Regions from separate parts of the Rattus norvegicus genome. Here region 1 is linked to region 2. The links are chromatin contacts, called in public Hi-C maps. All regions are on one chromosome and are shown on one strand. The core of a region is the stretch at or near the end of the contact, and the rest is flanking DNA. Distances in the headings are between cores, read along the strand shown.

Region 1 (2,700 bases), core at 105-2,604, 89 kb after region 2:
CCTCCTCCTCCTCTATTCATCCCTTTCAGAGGTCTCCGTGTCCTACCCCAATGGCACCTCTCTTCCCCTGTCACCTCCCATTTGAAGCTCATCTCTTCTCTCAACCCGATTTCTACTCTGATTTTACAGCCAAGGATCTTTAACAAAATAAAGGATGGAGTCTATCAAAAACCAGGTTGCGTGTGTCTTGAGAAACTTTTGCGCATTCACTGAAATGAGATTAGGGACTTGGATCCAAAAATATTCTCGGGGAGTTTTCAGCTTGGGCACAGCTTTGCACACCTTGAGCTCTGGGGCCTATTCTGCTGGGCAAATACAGGGATGTCTTTCAGGGCCCTCTCTGAATCTTTCCAGTCCAAGGGTCAAACCGAAATGACATTGCCCATCCAAACTATTAAAGCAGGCCAAGCAGAGAATACTTGGGCCCCGGGTCTGCGGCAGATCTTTGCAGAGTACTGACAAGGAAGGAGCCAAGGCCTTGGGCCACTACGATCCCAGGAGTAGGTCTCGTGGCCTCTTTGGGGGTGTGCTCCCCTCTTAGACAGGAGGACGACACTAGGTAGGGTGCTCCTTTGGGATGCAGGGCTTGACTTCAGAGCCGGCGACAGAACCTCGGCGGGCGCCCCAATGGGAGGCAGGCACAGTGCCTCCCGGGGAGAGACGGAGGCTCGCCCAGTCCTTGAGCCAGAAGGTCGAGGGTTCAGAGCGGGCGTCCCCGGCCTGCTGGCCCTCCGGGAACGGGATCGGGGCGACACCCCAGACAGGAGGGATGAGATCAACCGCGGGGAACGGCGCGGGGAGTCTGGCCGGAGAGGAGCGGGAGAGGAGGTTGGCGGGACACCGGTGCCGGGGCCGCGGGTCTGTCTGTGGACTCGCCGGGCGCCCCGAAGTCTGGGGCTGCCGCGACTCCCGTTCCGCAGTCGCTGCCAGGCACTCCAGGCCGCACTTTCCCCTCCTCCCCGCGCCTTCTCTCCAGTGAGGAGCCGGGCGCGGGCGGCGCGGGGGGCGGGGCGGCGGCGGAGGGAACAGCCAGTTGTTTAAAATCCTTCTAGAGCAGTTTCTAATTCCCCCCTAGCGCCCGGTTCGGAGGGGGAGGGGGGAAGGAGAGCGGGAGGGGGGAGCGCGGCGGAGAGGGAAGGAGGGAGGGAGGGAGGGAGGGAGCCGGGGAGGGAGGGAAGGAGGGAGGAGACTGCCGCTTAGGCCGAGCCGCCGCCGCGCGCTCCGGCAGGCCGGAGGGAGGGGAGGCCTGTCAGTCTCGCGCGTTGCCAGGGCGAGGAGGGCGGAGCTCTGGCGTGGGGCGGCCAATGGTGGGGGTGGCTGCGTGGGTCGCCATGGGGACGGGGCTGTTCCCGGGGAGGCTGTGATGGGTTGACAGGTGCGTGACAGTGGGAGCTGCTCTCGGCACAAGCATGTACGGCAAAGGCAAGAGTAACAGCAGCGCCGTCCCGTCCGACAGCCAGGCCCGGGAGAAGTGAGTGTCTCCGCGCCGCAGCCACCTCCGCCTTCGCACGCGCGCACACTCGCGCACGCACTCGCACTCTCCGGGAACCGCAGCCACACGGCCGCCCCACCGGGGGGAGCCGGGGGTGGGTTGCAGGGGGAGGCGCGGGGCGGGGGCGCGCGGCTCGGGGGAGCGGCCGCCTCCACGGGGGAGCCCCCAGGGCGGGTGGCCGCGGGCAGCCGGCGGCGGGAGGGACGCGCGTGGCGGGCGAGGGACGGCGGCGGCGGGGATGGAAACTTGTTTGGGTGGTTGAGGGGAACCACCCGCGGCTTCACCTCCTCGCAAAGTAACTTTGGAGCTGTGGTCCAGGACGGCCGGGCCGCGGCGCGCGGCGGGCCTGGGGGGCGCGGGCTGCGGGGCGCTGGGGTCCGGCGGGGCCGCGAGCGTGGAGAGGGGAGAGGGCGGCGGGCCGGGAGGGCGGAAGCGGGGCCCCACGGGGCGCGGAGGGCAAGTGCGGGCGTGGGCCGGGCGGGCGCAGAGACGCGGGTCCGCGGGTTCTCCCAGCGCAGGCCGAGCAGGCGGCCGGGAGGGCAGGCGGGCGGGCCCGGGGTGGCGGGGGAAGTTTGGGAGTGGGAGTGCCGAGTTCCCGGAGGGAGAGTGTGTGCTGGCCCGCGCGGGGTCGGCCGCGAGAGCTTGGCGCTCCTGTCTCTCGCCACACACCGGCTCAGCGGCGGCCCCAGAACTTTTTGAGACTTGCCGTGTCCCCGGGGGTGGTGGCCGCGGGCGCGGAGGGCAGGTCCCGTGGGCCGTGGCGGCGCCGCCGCGAGGAGGGCTGCCCCCGGCGTGGACCCGGCGCTGGTCGGCGAGGGGGCTGCGGAAGGGATGCTGGGCGCAAGCCGCTCGCCTGGGTCGTGGGGGATACAGGTGGTAACTTCGGTGGGAACCGGGAGTACGTTGGAGAACCCGGGTGCCAGGGTCGCGGCACGCTGCGGAGCAGGCTAGTTGGCTGCTATTCTTGTGTACTTGTAACGGCGATTTGGTTGTTACTAAAATGAGAGCGAATAGCGACTGTGACACCGAGGAAGAGCCCCCCCCCCCTTCCTATGTGCAGATGTTCAGACTGATTCCCTGTAGCTGGGTCTGCTGTGAGGGTCAAGCTTATCCTTGTCATTGAACACACTGTCTTGCTAAGGGGGCTCAGGCTGGGGGAGAGCAAGTCCTTCTCAGAGGTACTCTGGGTCTCTTGCATACAAAAACAG
Region 2 (2,901 bases), core at 359-2,858:
AATGATGCCACCCAACTAAGTAGAGATTAAGCGACTTGATCAGCACACACTGCTTGGGGCATCATGTCCCGCTTTGAAATCGAATTTTCCCCCCTCGGCCTGACTTGGCATGAGGTCTCACTTCTCTTGGCCCATTTTTCTATCTGTAAAATGGAGTTACCACATTTTAAGCACTTAGAAAGTTGAATTTTGTAATCTTTCGTTAGTGGACAAACTAAGACATGTCTGTAACCCTCTCCTGCCAGCTACACCAACATGAAATCCATCTTATCTGAAGGTAAACAGAAAGAAAGACATCTCACAAAGGGACTATAAAGCTTCCAAAAATAGCAGAAGAAAGGGAAGGCTCTTTTCTTCATGAGTTAAGAAAAAGGAAGAAGATATTTTTCTTAAACCATGTGTCTGTAGCTCTCAAAATCCAGCACATATAAAAAGCTCTTGTGAGATCTCTTAAAACAAACCCCTGAACGGAGTCCTCTCTACCACAGTCAGGATCCGATTTTAGATCTGACTTGGCTTGCTTGGTAATACAGGGTCTCACCACGTACCCAAACTGGTCTTATCTCCTATCTTGGCTTCGTAATTCTGAATTGACAGACTTGTGCCACCATGACTGTCTGGTAGCTGCTTATATTCATTCCTCCAGGTCCAAGAATTTCTGAAACTGCCTGTTTTATCTTCCTTTAGGTTTAGGAGTGAGGAAGAATGGCCTTCCTTCTTTTCATCCTTACAGAAGAGACACAGTGGCTCATAGCGATACCAGGGATGTGTTATAGTGCGTGGGGTGGGGGAGGTGACTCCCCAACCTTTCTTGGTTATCTTGCTGCTGTCCTGAGGCCTTTCTGTGCCTGGAGGTGGTATGTGTGTGTGTGTGTGTGTGTGTGTGTGTGTGTGTGTGTGTGTGTCTATGTGTATATGTCTGTATGTGGGTGTGGGTGTGTCTCTGCGTGTGCCTGCGTGTATATATCTGTACGTGTGTGTCTATGTGTGTATCTGTGTCTGTGGGTGTGTGCTCATGTGTATACATCTGTGTGTATCTGTGTGTGTATATGTGCCTGTGTATTCTGTATGTGGGTGTCTATGTGTGGATCTGTGTGTGTGTGTGTGTGTGTGTGTGTGTGTGTGTGTGTGTATCTGTGCGTGTGTGTCTATCCTTGTCTGTTCCCTTATAAAATTAGTGTAAGAACTGAAAAGGAGAAATGAACTAATAGGATCAAAAGATTTTCATTCCTCTCTCAAAGAAGCCTCTCAGTTGGGTGTCCCAAGATTTTTGACATTATAAAGCAGAGGGACACTGGGGAACCCTGGCCTTTAGATCCACTCGCTCTCGGGGGTACATGGAGCTGATACACTAAGCTAGTCTGAGACATCCTACTTCACAGAAGGGTACCTCACCAAAGTTTTCTCTGCAGCACAGTGATGCTTTGTCCTTCTCCTGCTTCCCTGAGGCTGGGGCCACTGGTCTTTCCATTCCCTGGACTGGACCCTACTGCCAGCACCCACCTCCCATAGCTGTAGGAGACCTGAGGCTCCATCCCCACGGCTGGTAGGCCGATCAGACCTAGTGACACAGCATCCTGGCCTGCCTGGTTTTGCTCTTTCCCAATCTGTTCAACTCACTTTCCTGCTGCCAAGACTGCTCTTTTCTGCCGGCTCTGAACCAGTGAGTGCCCTGGGCAGGGGCCCAGCCTCTGGAGCCATGCCCAGTGCTTGGCCCAGTACTTGGCCTACTGCCCAGGAGTCGTCAAGAGTCTGGCCTGGATGTGTGTCCTTTCAGCTGCTTGTCCTATAGTCCTCTCCTTGGAGTGGTAGGATGGAAGACATCCATCCTTGTCATTTTTAGCCTACCCCAAAGCTTCTTCTTGCCCTTCCAATAGAAGTGGGCCTGATGTAGTTACAAGCACTGGCTAATTGGGGTTCTGGGACTTTTAAAAGCACTGGGGGATTCATTGTGAGCCCTCTAGTGTTCATAAAATGTTTGAGAGGGCTTTGGGGCCCTGAGTAGTGGATTCTCCAGGAGCCACAGCTGGGGTGTGGCCTCAGTTTACATGCCTATTCTAGAAAATCTCCGCCTTTGGGATCCTCTGATAAAAATAACCTTTCTAAGATGAGATATTAGGGAAATAAAGGCTAACCTGGGCCTTAACGATCATGCGAGTGGCCACCAAACCTGTCATCCTGCGTCCCTAGGGTGGTATCTGGCACTCCACAGCTGTGTACTGGAGCTCCAGAGGAGGTCTGAGGGGACAAACTCTGGGGTGGGACAGGTGGATGCTCTAATAATGACAGAGAGAAGAGACAAGTACATGGTCATGAGAGGGAGCCAGGGACCAGAAGAAGATTTACGAGGCCTCTGAGCACAGAGACTTTCGAGATCTATTCTCACTGGAGTTGGAAGAACTCAGGAAACGAACAGGAAGTAAACACACTATGTAGCCCCTAGGAGGGTGGCCATCGCATAAGCTGTAGACCTCAGAAATGAAGTCAGATCGGCCTAAGCCTCCCCGTATCTAATTCCCTGAGGCAACCTTGAACTGAGTTAGCATTGTCTATTAACAATGCTATTTTTTTCTTATTCCTAAAAGAGGCAGTTGGCTTATATCTACATGGGAAAAAATATTACTTTCCCCCAAAATCATAACCAAGAGAGCCAGATCTGAACCCTAATTTGGGACCCTTTGTTTCTAGCTGTGAACAGAGCAGAATGCCCAGTCTGGGTTTTAGAAAACAGGTCTAGCTTGCAGAAAAGACAATTAGGAAAAAAAAAAAAAGAAATCTCATTTTACCATATATTCAGCAAATTTGGAAAGAAAGTACTACAGGACCCCAAAACACATCCAGTGCTCAGAAATAATTGCCACAATGAACCTGAGGGTGACCACAGGGAGGGGACGGTGCAAA

The links. Hi-C and Micro-C count contacts between places; a contact is called where the count stands out from the background.
Region 1: a contact with region 2 is called in a Hi-C map of liver, with 4 times the contacts expected there. The contact joins the promoter of Ssbp2 here to the enhancer-like site in region 2. A contact is called at or near these places in 12 of 12 Hi-C or Micro-C datasets (the A7r5 cell line, the Rat2 cell line, Schwann cells and 7 more) and 1 of 1 datasets of contacts at active chromatin or transcription factors (oligodendrocytes).

Annotation. Positions count from the first base shown.
Region 1 is chr2:24,385,070-24,387,769 of GRCr8, forward strand. Ssbp2 (single-stranded DNA binding protein 2) reads left to right here and starts at 1,355. Exons shown (of 17, transcript NM_001399030.1): 1 at 1,355-1,471. The coding sequence starts at 1,410.
Region 2 is chr2:24,295,798-24,298,698 of GRCr8, forward strand. LOC134485571 (a long non-coding RNA gene) reads right to left here. Exons shown (of 4, transcript XR_010063697.1): 2 at 1-2,901. Among named protein-coding and RNA genes, the nearest start is that of Ssbp2, 89 kb to the right of the region's middle. Within about 2 kb of position 1,609, at least 62 of the 93 cell types and tissues checked have an H3K27ac peak or open chromatin away from gene starts, as enhancers often do. A contact at or near this core is called in the A7r5 cell line, Schwann cells, hepatocytes and 3 more, where this site is marked.